Regions from separate parts of the Mus musculus genome. Here regions 2, 3, 4 and 5 are each linked to region 1. A link is a contact called in public Hi-C and HiChIP or PLAC-seq data. All regions are on one chromosome and are shown on one strand. The core of a region is the stretch at or near the end of the contact, and the rest is flanking DNA. Distances in the headings are between cores, read along the strand shown. Region 1 holds the start of Rad51c (RAD51 paralog C). Region 2 overlaps Ppm1e (protein phosphatase 1E (PP2C domain containing)). Region 3 overlaps Ppm1e (protein phosphatase 1E (PP2C domain containing)). Region 4 overlaps Trim37 (tripartite motif-containing 37). Region 5 overlaps Ppm1e (protein phosphatase 1E (PP2C domain containing)).

What was found. Hi-C and Micro-C count contacts between places; a contact is called where the count stands out from the background. HiChIP or PLAC-seq counts read pairs in DNA pulled down with a chosen protein or histone mark.
Region 2: an H3K27ac HiChIP or PLAC-seq map of epiblast stem cells shows a contact between it and region 1, with 5 times the contacts expected there. The contact joins the enhancer-like site here to the promoter of Rad51c in region 1. A contact is called at or near these places in 5 of 39 promoter capture datasets (the 3T3-L1 cell line, HPC-7-derived erythroid cells, cranial neural crest and 2 more), 3 of 15 datasets of contacts at CTCF or cohesin (the NIH/3T3 cell line, large pre-B cells and pro-B cells), 30 of 484 Hi-C or Micro-C datasets (B cells, the Ba/F3 cell line, the G1E-ER4 cell line and 13 more), 26 of 115 datasets of contacts at active chromatin or transcription factors (the HPC-7 cell line, the NIH/3T3 cell line, T-cell acute lymphoblastic leukemia and 15 more) and 2 of 9 other capture datasets (adipose tissue and embryonic stem cells).
Region 3: a contact with region 1 is called in a Hi-C map of cerebral cortex, with 2.7 times the contacts expected there. The contact joins the enhancer-like site here to the promoter of Rad51c in region 1. A contact is called at or near these places in 15 of 39 promoter capture datasets (the 3T3-L1 cell line, 3T3-L1-derived adipocytes, the C10 cell line and 9 more), 1 of 15 datasets of contacts at CTCF or cohesin (the NIH/3T3 cell line), 22 of 484 Hi-C or Micro-C datasets (B cells, CD4 single positive thymocytes, the CH12 cell line and 16 more), 29 of 115 datasets of contacts at active chromatin or transcription factors (the 230-238 cell line, the HPC-7 cell line, T-cell acute lymphoblastic leukemia and 22 more) and 4 of 9 other capture datasets (adipose tissue, embryonic stem cells, liver and 1 more).
Region 4: a Hi-C map of hematopoietic stem and progenitor cells shows a contact between it and region 1, with 5 times the contacts expected there. The contact joins the enhancer-like site here to the promoter of Rad51c in region 1. A contact is called at or near these places in 21 of 39 promoter capture datasets (the 3T3-L1 cell line, 3T3-L1-derived adipocytes, the C10 cell line and 16 more), 8 of 15 datasets of contacts at CTCF or cohesin (CD8 T cells, the NIH/3T3 cell line, embryonic stem cells and 3 more), 212 of 484 Hi-C or Micro-C datasets (the AML12 cell line, the AtT-20 cell line, B cells and 110 more), 50 of 115 datasets of contacts at active chromatin or transcription factors (the 230-238 cell line, DN3 thymocytes, the HPC-7 cell line and 35 more) and 5 of 9 other capture datasets (adipose tissue, embryonic stem cells, liver and 2 more).
Region 5: a contact with region 1 is called in an H3K27ac HiChIP or PLAC-seq map of epiblast stem cells. The contact joins the enhancer-like site here to the promoter of Rad51c in region 1. A contact is called at or near these places in 2 of 39 promoter capture datasets (fetal liver and hematopoietic stem and progenitor cells), 3 of 15 datasets of contacts at CTCF or cohesin (the NIH/3T3 cell line, large pre-B cells and pro-B cells), 32 of 484 Hi-C or Micro-C datasets (B cells, the Ba/F3 cell line, the G1E-ER4 cell line and 14 more), 12 of 115 datasets of contacts at active chromatin or transcription factors (the HPC-7 cell line, T-cell acute lymphoblastic leukemia, acute myeloid leukemia and 7 more) and 4 of 9 other capture datasets (adipose tissue, embryonic stem cells, liver and 1 more).

Annotation. Positions count from the first base shown.
Region 1 is chr11:87,403,237-87,405,946 of GRCm38.p6, forward strand. Rad51c (RAD51 paralog C) reads right to left here and starts at 1,270. Exons shown (of 9, transcript NM_053269.4): 1 at 1,068-1,270. The coding sequence starts at 1,185. Tex14 (testis expressed gene 14) reads left to right here and starts at 1,829. Exons shown (of 31, transcript NM_031386.2): 1 at 1,829-1,934.
Region 2 is chr11:87,253,022-87,255,721 of GRCm38.p6, forward strand. All of the region lies in intron 1 of Ppm1e (protein phosphatase 1E (PP2C domain containing)), which reads right to left. Among named protein-coding and RNA genes, the nearest start is that of Gm22883, 64 kb to the right of the region's middle. Within about 2 kb of position 1,355, at least 18 of the 459 cell types and tissues checked have an H3K27ac peak or open chromatin away from gene starts, as enhancers often do. A contact at or near this core is called in the HL-1 cell line and epiblast stem cells, where this site is marked.
Region 3 is chr11:87,234,384-87,237,083 of GRCm38.p6, forward strand. The region is part of intron 6 of Ppm1e (protein phosphatase 1E (PP2C domain containing)); the gene reads right to left. It also overlaps a transcript of Trim37 not described here. Among named protein-coding and RNA genes, the nearest start is that of Gm22883, 83 kb to the right of the region's middle. Within about 2 kb of position 1,253, at least 11 of the 459 cell types and tissues checked have an H3K27ac peak or open chromatin away from gene starts, as enhancers often do. A contact at or near this core is called in cerebral cortex and double positive thymocytes, where this site is marked.
Region 4 is chr11:87,211,262-87,214,064 of GRCm38.p6, forward strand. The region is part of intron 22 of Trim37 (tripartite motif-containing 37); the gene reads left to right. Among named protein-coding and RNA genes, the nearest start is that of Trim37, 86 kb to the left of the region's middle. Within about 2 kb of position 1,265, at least 24 of the 459 cell types and tissues checked have an H3K27ac peak or open chromatin away from gene starts, as enhancers often do. A contact at or near this core is called in B cells, ECoMG-derived neutrophils, bone marrow-derived dendritic cells and 6 more, where this site is marked.
Region 5 is chr11:87,275,110-87,277,809 of GRCm38.p6, forward strand. The region is part of intron 1 of Ppm1e (protein phosphatase 1E (PP2C domain containing)); the gene reads right to left. Among named protein-coding and RNA genes, the nearest start is that of Gm22883, 42 kb to the right of the region's middle. Within about 2 kb of position 1,347, at least 71 of the 459 cell types and tissues checked have an H3K27ac peak or open chromatin away from gene starts, as enhancers often do. A contact at or near this core is called in B cells, the Ba/F3 cell line, the G1E-ER4 cell line and 6 more, where this site is marked.

The DNA of each region.
Region 1 (2,710 bases), core at 20-2,519:
AACCTTTTCTTGAAACAAACAAAAGTCTAACACAGAAATGAATTATCCAATTATTTAGTTATTTAGCAGTTGGGGAATCAAAACCAGGGCCTTGGGCATACATAGCTAGTTAGTGCTCTACCCATTCTGCTACTACTCTGTTAGCATCATCGCTGGGATGTAAAATTAGACTAGGGGTATAGCTCTGTGGTAGTGTTTAACATTGGCAAAGCCATGAGTTCAATACACAACACTTAAACAAAAATCAAACCAGATTCCATTCTGTCCTCTTTGATCACCATCAAAGAGATGTGCATAGTATTACTGGCACAGTGGGTGACTACAACGAAGTTTGGATTTGTGAACATTAAGGATGCAGTGGTCCCCACTTTGGTTTTTTTGTTTTGTTTTTTGAGACTGGGTTTCTCTGTGTAGCCCTGGCTGTCCTAGAACTCACTCTGTAGACCAGGCTAGCCTCGAACTCAGAAATTCACCTGCCTCTGCCTCCCAAGTGCTGGGATTAAAGGCGTGCGCCACCACTGCCCGGTTGTGATTCCCACTTATCTGTAACCTAAAGAACTCTGAGAAAAGTCGGGGGCCAGGGCGGGGGGGGGGGGGAGGCAGTATTCCTGTGAATCACGAACGTCTTTCTAGAGCTTTCTCCTGGTCTAAGGGAATGTTCTATTGCTTTTCTCACTGAAATATCTCTAGTCCTTCTCTAATCCTTTATTTTTCAACTTCAATTCCCCCCCCCCGCCCCCCAGGATCTTTGACCAAGGAGAATTACATGGCTTGTGATTGTTTCCCAACCCAGTTTATCATGAAACCTCAAGATGAGAAGTCGGTTCTTTCATCTACAGATTGGACACCCTGGTCCAAGAGGAGCCTTCCTTAAACCATTAAGTGAGGCACTCCTCAAAGCATCCAGCGAGCACGGAGAAAGCAATCAGTAAACGTTGCTCCACACAGTTCCAAGCTCAAGAGAATTTCAGCGGTGTCAAAAGATCGGCTTGGCGGAGGCGGCGGAACGAAGACGGAGGCGGCGCCAAGCGGCCGCGGTGCATCAGCTGGCAGCTGGGAGTCGTTACCTTTGCTGAGCTCGGAGGGCTTCACCTCTAGGACGTCCTCCGCCGTCTGAAACCCCGCAGCCACCAGCTTCCCGCGCACCGCTGGAGACAGCGGATAACCCACCAACTCCCGCTGCATTTTTTTTTTTTTTTTTTTTTTTTTTGAGAGCTCGGCGGCTACGCACGCAGTGACGTAGAGCAAGAGGCGCGAAAGCGCTGGAAACCCAAACCCCGCCCTCCCGCGGGGGAGGGTCAGTGGCGTGACGTCACACGCGCGGCGTAAGGGGCGGGGCTCGCGCGGCCTAGACTCACGAGGCCTTGCTGCTGCTGAGGAAATCCCACACACTGGTTTCATGTAAGGTTGTCTTCTAGTTTCACTCGTCCGAGTCACGTTTCGGATATAGCCTGACAGTGAACACAAAAACAAAAAAAGAGGCCGGAGACGCGGAGACGGTAGCCAGGCCAAGTGAACCCTGTACAGCATATTTCCTCACCATGCTCTGCCCTCTTTCACGGGTTCCTCAAGAATCCATCCTCCTGGATGGAAGTTGTAGTAGACGCAGCAACCAGAAACTGACCAGTTGGCAGTTTCCTGCTGTGAAAAATTCAAAAAACCCTTGTAGGAGGTCTGTTGTGTGTCCCCTGACCCTTGCCAGGCGACCCCTTGCTTTTCCCGCCCTCGCGGGGGATTGTGGGCCAGCCTCCCACTTTGGGGGGCTGCGGTAGGGAGTGGTTGGCGCCCACGCGCGCGTCCACGCACTCGCCCGCTCACGCACGCACGCACAGCTTCCGGTGGGTGACCCCGGGACTCCGGAGCTCCCTCAGAGTGTGGCGGTTTCTGAGCATTCATGTCGGCAGGCCTGCCTAGAGTAAGAAGTAGCTGGAAAAGTAAGCTATCGTGTCCTTGTCGTCTCGTGGTCTAGCCTGGGCCTCTGGTGTCCCGAGGGAGGAGCTGGACCTCTTTAGTAGAGTTGACCGGGGATGTTGACGGAGCGGGAGTGACTGCTTCCACATCAGAACTTTTGGGGAGATTGGCAGTTTGGAAGGTGGCTTTAAAGGCCCAAGAAATACGGAAGATGATATAAAAAAAAAGTGTGTCGTGCCGGGCAGTGGTGGCAGCACGCCTTTAATCCCAGCAGTCGGGAGGCAGAGGCAGGCGGATTTCTGAGTTCGAGGACAGCATGGTCTACAGAGTGAGTTTCAGGACAGCCAGAGCTACAAAACAAAACCAAAAAAAGTGTGTCATACCTACCTCACATTTCAAAAAAAAAAAAAAATCTAGCATTTTTTTTGAAGACAGCATCTAAACTTTCTAAATTATGGGATATAGGAATACGCGACTCTCCCTGCTTTTGCACTACTTATTGACAACAACTTCTTCTTTCTTTTTTTCTTTTCTTTTTGGTTTTTCGATACAGGGTTTCTCTATGTAGCCCTGGCTGTCCTGAAACTCACTCTGTAGATCAGGCTGGCCTCGAACTCAGAAATCTGCCTGCCTCTGCCTCTTGAGTGCTGGGATCAAAGGTGTGCGACACCACACCGGGTTCTTTTCTTTTCTTTTTTTAACTTGTGGGTTTTCAAGACAACCTCTTTGTGTAGGTTTCTTTCGTGGCTCTCCCAAAACTGACTCTGTAGAGCAGGCTCTCCTCGAAGTCACAGAGATT
Region 2 (2,700 bases), core at 105-2,604, 150 kb before region 1:
CCCCATCTAACCTGCCGGGCTTTGCTGAAGCCGCTCAAGATGTACATATACATATATACATACACATGCATATACATATACATGATTCAGTATATTTCTATGAACAGGAAGCATAAACCCTGCCTTCCTAGTATAGTTCATATTCGAAAGGTCAGGTGAGACCAAAGACCTGTTTTAGAAACATGAAATCACACTGCTTATGCTCCAGGCCTCTAGAGGGGAAAATAACTTCTGATATTACCTTTCTCATCCCATAGGACCTCTTTATCTTTGTGTTTGTGTGTGTGTTCACGTGTGTCCAGATGCATAGGGGGTGTACATATACATGTCTGCGCAAGTGTATTCTAAAGATGGCTGTCCCCCGCTTTGAGGCAGTTTCTTCCTTGGAATTGGGGTCTATGCTTTGGCCAGACTGGCTGGCTAGTGAACCCTGGGGTGCTCTTGTCTTTGTGGCCCTGAGATTTCAGGCACATGCCAACATACCTGGTTTCCATGTGGACCCTGGGGACTGAACTCAAGTCCTCGTCCCTGCAGACACTGCTCAAGCTCTCATCGGTGCTTTTTAAAATTGCAGGTCTTGAGTTGGGACCTGTCTGTCTGTCTGTCTGTATTAGCAACGTTGGGCATTGACCCTAGGGCCTCTTACATGTTAAGCAAGTGGTCTATCACCTGAACAACCCTTCAGCCCCCTTTCACTAAAAAAAAAAAAATTACAATTACTCATCCATGCATTCATTCATTCATTCATCCATCCATCTAATCAGTGTGTGTGTCAGAGAGGGGGCATTCAGGTGCCATGGCTTGCCGAGGACCAAGGACAATCTGCAAGAGTTGATTCTCTTTCACCGTGTGGATTCCGAGAACAGAATCTAGGTTGTTAAGCTTGGTTGCAAGCACCTTTAACCCCTAGGCCAGTGGTTCTCAACTTTTTTGGGTCATGACCTCTTTGGGAGTCACACATCAGGTATTGCATTCCGATTCATAGCAGTAGCAAAATCACAGTTGTGAAGTAGCAGCAAAATAATTTTATGGTTGGGAGTCACCACGACATGCGGGACTGGATTAAAGGCTCGCAGCGTTAGAAAGGTTGAGATTCACTGGTCCAGGCCATTTTGCTGACCTTAATTTTTATTTTGAGATGAGGTCTCACTACGTTGCCCAAACAGGCCTCAAATGAAAGCTGTCTGAGCAGCTGGGATTTCAGGCTTGCACCACCACACCTGGTTGGTTTCTGTTCTCCTTTTCTTGGCTTGTAGTTCTGAGGCATGGCCTACGGCTGTATACATGGTAGACAAGCACTACAGTTGAGCTAAACATTCCAGGTATGGGGGAGGGTCACTTTGCATAGCTCTTGCTCCTTAACTGATGTAAGAGGAAGTAATGGGCCCTCTCCAAGGTCCTGATGATGAATAACTAGCATTGCCTCGTCTCCTGCTGTCGAGGTTACCGGCCTTTTCTTGATGAGTTGGGGTTTCTGGTACTGATGTGGCTTGTCTTCACATCTCTCTTGCTTTCACTCTGATCTAGTCAGTTCTTTTGTTTTGTTTTAAAGCTGCATTTTAAAAGGATCCGAGAATTTCACAGTGATCTAGCTCCCTAGAGTCCCACAAGAAAATGATACCGTTTGTGTAATTAAACTATCAGTCTAGGCTCATCAAAGGTAAGACTATGACGACTTGAGAGAACAAGACACACACCATTAATCTCATTAATGTGTCATTTGTGGTACATTTTTAGTTACAGTTAATGTACTTTTTAAACTTTTTGTCAGACAGAATGAAAATATTTTCAGTGAAGTAGGGAGGGAAGATTAGCTCAGTAAAGTAAGATCTGAAACATCAGCCTGCCGGTGTTCTCTGCACATCAGGACATGGAGACACATGCATGAATCATTTCTTATGGTTTTGATGGAATTGAAAGAAATTGTTTCTGAGAATCACACGTCTGTTTAAAGCATAGGCACAGCAGAGAATGCCTGACACGCCTCAGATACAAACTTGTCATTTAAGGGACTTACCAAGAGTGACTAACAAACAATACAAACTGCCTTCCTTCATACTTTGCCTTAAGATGCTAAGATGGTGTTGCAGTTTGGCAAAGGTAGTAAGCAGAGCGATAGTGAAAAATAGCCTCTGCTGAGGCATGGGGAGACCCAGACCGAGAACGCTGTTGTCTGGGCTGGAGAGGTGGGTCAGCACGTAAGAGCACTGGCTGCTCTTCAGAGGACCTGGGTCTGAGTCCCAGCACCCATAGGCAGCTAGCAACTATCTGTAACCCCAGTTCCATGGACTCTTCTGCCCTCTGTAGGCATCGGGCATGCTCATAGTGATCAAACACCTACACACATTAATAAGTAAATAGATACATGGGATCAGATGCTGCTACACTGGAAACCCTGCTGTCACTTGGTGTGACTTGACTTTGGCAGTGCTGGCCTTTGGGTTGTTTGGATCTTCTAAAATCAAATTAATCTTGTTAGGGTCCTCAAAAAGTAAAAAACCCAAAACCTACAGCTTTACTATATATGTATGTGTATATATATATATATATATATATATATATATATATATCAAGTATAACTATGAGACAGCCTTTGAAATACTTTCCATTCTTGCTTCCAAGCAGTTTAGAGCCCATGTGTAAAAGGAAATGTTTTCTACACAGCAGTTAACTTTGATCTCAAACAGCAAAGCACAGATT
Region 3 (2,700 bases), core at 3-2,502, 170 kb before region 1:
TTTGTATGTTCACCACATGTGGGCCTGGGGCCTGAAGCTCTTAGAAGGGGGCATCAGATCTCCTAAGCTGGGATTGACAGATGGCCATGAGCTCTCATGTGAGTGATGGGAGTCAAGCCTGGACCCTCTGCAGAAGACACGCATGCTCTTTGCTGCTGAGCCCTGTCTCTAGTCCATAATACCATTGCTTTCTTCAACCTATTTCTCACATGGGACTTCTGCAACCCTTGACTTCTGCAAGCCCTCTTTTCCTGCCATCTGAACAAGTCACTGCTCTGTCACTCATTTTTCCTGACTTGTTCCTTGATTTAAGAGTAGGGCAGTTGTGTGCTATGAGTGTGTCAGACCCAGTTGTGAATGAGGTATATAGCCACCTTACACGTGAATCAGGAACTGGATACCAGTGCTCTCACTTCATCAAAGAGCAAACAGTACCGAGACACTGCCTTCCCAAGATCAGTAACCTACAGAGTGGCAGAGCCATTATCCAAACCGTGTCTGCCCACTGTGTTGCCTTACGTCACTGATGTATCCTCTGGGAATTGTTACTCATACCTGTAGTTTCAACATTGGCTGCACACATGATCAATAGCATTGCCAAGGTGCGATGAGTTACTAAATCCTTATGTCCAACTCAGAACTTTCAGCTAAACACCAAATCTGTATTTCTAAGTATATACAAAATCTCTTCCAAGACATCCCATCAGTACCTAGAATTGAAACCCATCAGTAGCTAGAATTGAAAATAAGTCAACTGAACTCACCCCCCCCCCACCAACTGCTGCTGCTTTATTACAAATGCTTCATCATCTTCCCACTCATAAGTCAGAAACCTGGAAGTTAGCTTTCCTCTTCCTCACAAACTATCATCTGTCTCACCGGTTTATAGCCTCCTCCGTGTCTCCCGTTTTAGATGGCCTCGTCTCCAGCTCTGTTCCCACAAGCCTTCTAAATGATCTCCCTTCTAGGCCTGGTACACTCGCCTCAATCCTCCCTCTGCCTATAACTGCGAGTGCTTGGAGAGACAAGCCTGCTCATGTGGACTCTGCTTGGTCACTCACTGCCGTCCAGACCATCACAGGCTGGCAGAGACACTTCTCTTGACCAGTTCACCCTCTGCTCTCACCTTGAGTACTCATTGCTACTCCTAAAACTATTTATATCCTGGGGTTTCCCTCCTTAAACATAGTGTGTCTCCCTATCTACCTGCAAAGTCATTTTATCTGTGATGTCGACCTTATTCTGTCTTAGGTGTCGCTTCCTGAAGTGCTGCTTTGGTTTCGCCTTGTGCTCTATTTTTAGAATCAAGGCCGGCATCTACCCGTTAGGTTGCCTCTGTGGGGATACATCAGTGTCCTGACAAAACACTCTCAGAAGGAAGAGTTCTTGACCAGTTCTAGTTGTCAAAAATACTTGTACCTAAGAGGATATTTTAGGCTTGAGAATTTCCCCTCTTTTGGCATTGTTCCACAGTAACTAATTGCTCCCTTATTGTAAAGAAAAAAATGTTCTTCATGAGGTATTTGTATTCACTTAGCTTCTCATGTTCATATTCGGGGAACTTAACAGTTTGCCAGCATCTTTTCAAGGAGTAGGAAGGATTCGAATCACCAGTGAAACTAAACCCAATCTTTAAGGTTGTCTTATTCTGGAATCTTTGGTAATGATAAACTAGTTTAGTAATTAGATATGACCTTTGTGTATGCTAGCTTTGTCTATATTCAGTTGCTTCTTTAAAAATATCTGCCTGTTTACCCATGAAGACATACATGTATTCTTTTTCAAATGCTGGCAGTCCCAAGCAGTCAGCCCCAGCACATACACATGAGCAACACACTAATTGTATTTACATGTGACACTGGGCAGAGAAGAAAAGCCAGCTGGGAAGAGAAGCTAACCCATGAAGCCTGACAACACACTCAGCCCAGACCTAGACAAAGGCAGGCACAGCCCATTCCTTGAAGTTACGTCTACAACTTTGTACAGACAGTCGCCTGTTGAAGCTGTTTTATAGTAGCTTCACCCCTTTAAAAGGCTTAAGTCTTAGGGAGACCAATTCTTCTTTAGTGCTGGAAGTGCACCTGCGTGTGTAGAGCTTGCCTGGCATGCATGAAGGCCTGGGTTTGTTCCCTGGTGTGAATGGGGAGGGAAGGAAAAAGAAAAAGTGAACTTGAGCCCGAGATGATCTGACTGGGCATTTTCTGGGCCAGGTGTGGTGTATACACCTTTAATACCAGCACGCGAAGACAGAGTCCAGGTTGGTCTGCTTAGACCCTCTCTCATAAAACTGTGTGTGTATATATATATATATATACATATATACATTCTAAATATTTCCACATTTAGAAAATAGTTTTGTATAAAAAGTGTGTTTTAAAGAATTCTGTTCATGTCACTTTATAATTCACCAAAAAAACTGTGACATTCGGAAAGAACCTCCCATTTTCTGCAACAATGGAGTGAAGCAATCATTGGTTTTAAGCAGATTTTTCACTAAATTGGAAGCTCCTATTTAAAAAAATAGAAACTGATATTCAATATTCCTTGACATGAGTCTTATTTTATAATGAATTTTAAATGTATAAATAGCCAGGTGGACTTAAATAACTGTAAAGTCATCTGGTTGTTATTTTAAACAATGATAAGCATTCTGAGCATATAAACAGCATCTGAAGTTCCTTCATAGCAAAGTTAACACAA
Region 4 (2,803 bases), core at 15-2,514, 190 kb before region 1:
ATAATATTGTGTGATAAGTGTTCTGATAGAGGAACTAAAAGTATATCATCAAAAAAGTTGATATTTAGTAAGTTCTTGCTATGTTATTCTCAAAATTATTCTTTATAGTCATTAACTTCTTTTATTTCTGATTTTACAAACAAGTGATTTAAGACTTAGAAATAGAACACACATGATATGCACTCACTGATAAGTGGATAGTCCAGAAGCTCAGAATACCCAAGATACAATTTGCAAAACACATGAAACTCAAGAAGAAGGGGGAACAATACCCAATGGAAGGAGTTAAAGAGACAAAGTGTGAAGCAGAGACTGAAGGAATGACCATCCAGAGACTGCCCCACCTGGGGATCCATCCCATAAACAACCACCAAACCCAGACACTATTGCGGATGCCAAGAAGAGCTTGCTGACAGGAGCCTGATAAAGCTGTCTTCTGAGAAGCTCTGACAGTACCTGACAAATAGAGAAGTGGAGGCTCACAGCCATCTATTGGACAGAGCACAGGGTCCCCAGTGAAGGAGCTAGAGAAAGGACCCAAGGAACTGAAGGGGCTTGCAGCCCCATAGGAACAACAATATGAACTAACCAGTACCCCCAGAGCTCCCTGGGACTAAACCATCTCTCAAAGAAAACACATGGTGGGAGTCATGGCTCTAGTTGCATATGTAGCAGAGGATGGCCTAGTCAGTTATCAGTGGGAGGAGAGGCCCTTGGTCCTGTGAAGGTTCTATGCCCCAGTATAGGGGAATGCCAGGACCAGGAAGTGGGAGTGGGTGGGTTGGTGAGCAGGGGGAGGGGGCAGAGGGGAGTCGGATAGGGGATTTTTGGAGGGGAAACTAGGAAAGAGGATAACAATTGAAATGTAAATAAAGAAAATAATTTAAAAAAACAAAAAAATTTTTAAAAAGACTTAGAAATATAACTTACCTCACTGAAAGTCACAGAAATGGTCCTTGTAAGGGTTAGAATTTGAACCTAGAGTCAGTGCTTAGAATTTCCATCTCTGTATGCTTGAGTTGTAATGTACCCTTGGAAGTTTCACTTGAAGGCATGAGTAGACAGTCAGGTGATGAGCCAGTACGTCTGAGGCCAGAGTAGAAGTAGCAGTCAGATTGTGAGGAGTGGGCTTATCTTAAATCCATGTGTCTTAAGACCAAAAGTCAAGTTAAAAGGGGCGTGGGGAAAAAGTTCTTACTGTGTCAAATGGAGGAAGTGTTCTGTCATGTCGCTGTGGTTTCTCTTCCTCCTTGAGGAAGAGGCTGTCTGAAGAAACTTTAAGGCCTCATTTCTCTGCTTTAATAGCTGGGAGTTCGGAACTACAAAGATCACGGGGGATTTTTGTTCTGTTTTTGTTGTTTTTAGGTTTGGGTTTTTGATACAGTCTGGTTATCACATTAGAATTCAGTCCTGTCAGACCTCCCAGTGCTGGAGTTGTAGGTATGTGTCAGCACGCCCGGCTCCCAAGTATCAGTGCAATGTAATTGCTTTGTTGTGTTTTGGGTTTTGTTTTTTGTTTTTTTGTTTTTGTTTGTTTTTTTTAGACATAATGGTCATAAACAGACCCATTCCTTTCTAACTGGAACTAATTGGGACAACCTTCTATTTGTCTTCTTTTTAACGATTTTATACTGGCAGCCTAATTTAACAACAACAAAAACAACACACACGCCATTGATAAGCTGTACAATTCTGTAAACTGAAGACTGAATACCCAATTCAGAGAAAAGTCTTGTCACAGCTATTAAAAACATTGCTCCAGATTAGCTAGCAGATGAGTTATACAACCTGTGATGGCTTACTAGTGCTGATCACCTTTAGGGTAATCAAGACGAGCTATTCAAAAATAAATAAAATTAATGTAATGAAAGTAGCACTCTTGTTTAGAAGTCTTAAGTGAGACATGCCTAAGTGTGATAGGGTATTTTCAGAGTTAGAAAACTTAGCTGTTCAATGTGGGTATGCCTCTGTATTTCTTTGTTACTATGTAGCCCAGGCTAGCCTTGGACTTGAACTTCTGATCTTCCTGACTGTACTTCCAAAGAACAGGGATTCTAGGCTTGAGCTGTATGCTTATTTTTCATGTGTTAACAGTGGAACCCAGGAGTTCAGCAGAGCAGCTACATCCTGGCAGCTGCCTTTCACTCCCCATTTTGAGACATATTTTCACTGTGAATAGCCCAGGATGGCTGTGAACTCATAGCAGTTCTCCCTCCTGAGCCTCTCGATGCTGGGATTGCAGATGCGAACCTCTTCATTTGGCTGATAGTTGCCTGCCTGCCTGCCTGCTCTCCACTCTCACTCTCTCTCTCTCTCTTTCTTTTCTGTGTCATATCAGTGAACTAGAAGTCTCAGTGAATTGGCTAGCTTTTTTGAAAATGACAAGATAGTTGCTTCTGTTGCAAACTTGGTAAGAACTCTGAATCACATCCTGAGGATTCATGGGCAAGGTTTGTTAATTTTCTATGTCTTTAGCAACAAGGAAACCTTTCTCAGGGCCAGCAACAACTTCCTAGCTTGATCTTGTATCATTTGTTGATGGACAAGGAAAAAGGGCAAAGTCCATTAATTTGGTCCCACTCCATGAGTGCACAGTCTTTCAGGGAAGGCAAGATTTTTAGACAATGTTAAGAGTCCTTTAGAACAGTGGTTCTCAATTATGGGTTGTAACCGCCACAGGATTGCATATCAGATATTTACATTACAATTCATAACAGCAAAATTATAGTTATGAAATAATAATAATATAATTCTGTGGTTGGCGGGGCTCAGCACAACATGAGGAACTGTACTAAAGGCCTGC
Region 5 (2,700 bases), core at 97-2,596, 130 kb before region 1:
TGTCCTGCTATTTTCCACTCTTAGTAGGTGTAAGGCTTACTCAGTTCCTGTGTGTTGCTTTGTTGTACTGGAAGTTACTGTGCTGTTTAAGAACAGAAGGTTGGCCGGGCGGTGGTGGCGCACGCCTTTAATCCCAGCACTTGGGAGGCAGAGGCAGGCAGATTTCTGAGTTCGAGGCCAGCCTGGTCTACAGAGTGAGTTCCAAGACAGCCAGGGCTATACAGAGAAACCCTGTCTCAGAAAAACAAAAACAAAAACAACAAAAAAGAAAAAACCCAGAAGGTTGGTGGTAACCCTATGTAAGCAAGTTACCCATGCTATGTGGCCAACAGCACATACTTCTTGTCTTTGTGTCACCTTTTGTTAATTCTTGAGACATTTCAAACTTCATTATCACCTTCATCATTTATGCTGATCTGCAGTCAGTCATCTCTGCTGCTGCTACTGTGGTAATGGCTTTGGCCATGAGCTGGGCCTATACACATGGACTTAACGGGAAGATGCTGTGTGTTCTGACTGCTCCAGTGGCTGTCCCTGCTCCTTCCCTCTCCTCCGCCCTCACTGTGGTATCAGGATTAGGTTATCTAGTAACTTAGCAGTGGCTGCTAGGTAACCAAGTGAGATGACAAACCATGCACCTTTCTCTTTAAATCAAAAATGAAGTGAGTGAATGTAGGAAGGAAGGCACGTCACACACTGAGATAGGCCCGGGCTTATCTGTGCCCAACGGTTAGCCAAGCAGTAGATACAGAGGAGGAAGGAGGGTGCAGTGCTGCTTCACTGAGCACACCAACACCAGGAAAGCAAATCCTTACCACTGATGTATAGAAAGTGTTAGTATCTGAATAGAAAATCAGCCGGCCACAGCATTCCCGTAAGCCAAAACCTACTCCATAGCTAAAACCTACTTGAACTCTACAAAGGCTAAAAGACAAGTTGAGAATCTACTGCTATGAAACTGGCTCATGAGGTGTGGGGCAAGAAGCATCTCCATCATAGATGAATACAGATTCAGAACATGTTTATAGCTAAGTGGCAATGCCTACTTGGAATGCTTGAAAGCCTGAATCTGACATCTAGTACACACACACACACACACACACACACACACACACACACACCTCACAGTGAAATGCTAATGTAGAAGCTGAACCAGATTATCCAAAAGATGTAGCTAATTTAGATAACTACCTTGGAGGCCATTAAGGATGGGTCCCTCCCTCCCTGTTGGATTTGGATCTCCTGTTTCCCTGGAAACACCAGAAAAACACACATCAACCTCTTAGACCTCCTGTTAAAAGAATGAACTACCTCTAGCCTGCTCTGAAGATCAGAACATTACAAACTATTGTGTCTTCCCTCTAGAGTTAACACAGCTGGGCCTGGCAGGGAGTCTGCCCCTCACCATAGGAAATCTGATTCACCAGAAAAGCATGCTAAGGACAAGACAGGAATAATTATCTTATCCCCTTAATGAGAAAATGGGTTTATCCTTCCCAAAAGCCCCTTCCTCAGTGGCTCCACTTACACAGCTGTGGCTGTGGAGCCTGCCCCACCCCTCTAAGGTTACTCAGACAAATGTAGCTTCTCCTTTCCCTTCCTCTCCTGGGCACAGGGCTCAGCATGATTCCCAGTCACTCTGGGCTCTCCCACTCAGCTATTGAAGCACACCTGTTCCCTTTCCCTCCTGTGGCTGCATGCCAACCTCAACTACTGCTTTCTTGTACCCTAACTCAAAAAAGAGCCGGCTCCTCCCCTCCCCTTCTCCATCATGCCCCGCCCCGCAGCTGCTGACATGGCCCCGCCCCGCAGCTGCTGACAGCTTGCTCACCCTGTTCTTTTTCTCAAACCCTAGTAAAGTTGTCCTCAAGTCTCTCTCCATCTTGTTTTCAGTTTATTAAAAAGGCTAATTCCCTGGACGGGAGTCCGCAAATAAGTTCAGATGATTTCTGAACTTGACAACAGAAACAACAGATTTTTCACCCCTTTCTTGGAGGAAATACCACACAGGACTTCGATGGCCAGAGAGAAGCCACTGCCTGGCTTCCTTGTTGGAGGGCAGGAAGGGCATCACAGTGGAAGCCAAGACTCATTACCCTTCCTCAGGTCCTTCAGAATTATACCAAACTCACTGTTTGTAGCCAGTAAGCGGGACTACAGCACTTGCATGACAGCATGTCTATTTACATGATTTACCAGCAAAATGGAATTTTAAAAGAAGGTTAATTAATATGCCAAAAAGGAGGAAGAAAATGGAATTGTCAGATGTTTGGTACAGTCACAAAAGGCAGAAAATGAATTAAAGACAAAAACAGGAAAAAAAGGACAAGGGTGGGGGACAGAAAACTGATAAATGACAAATACTGAGACAACTGTCTGTTTTCACTTTGTTTATGATCAAATGTAACAATTAATGACAGATTGTTACAATGTATCAATAAGGGAATTTAATAGACATCCATGCTCATGGATTTGAATGTTTGATATTGCTCTTCCCAACTTTCTTTTCTGTTTGAGACTCTTGCCCAATAGAGCTGTATTCTAGCCTGGTGTAAAACTCACTATGTAGCCTAGGCTGACCTTGAATTTATGACAGTCCTCCTGCCTCAGCCTCTCAAGGGCTGGGATTTTGGTTGTGGGCTATTCTTTCCAATTTGATTTAGAAGTTCAATGCATTCCTAATCAAAATCCAAGCAAATT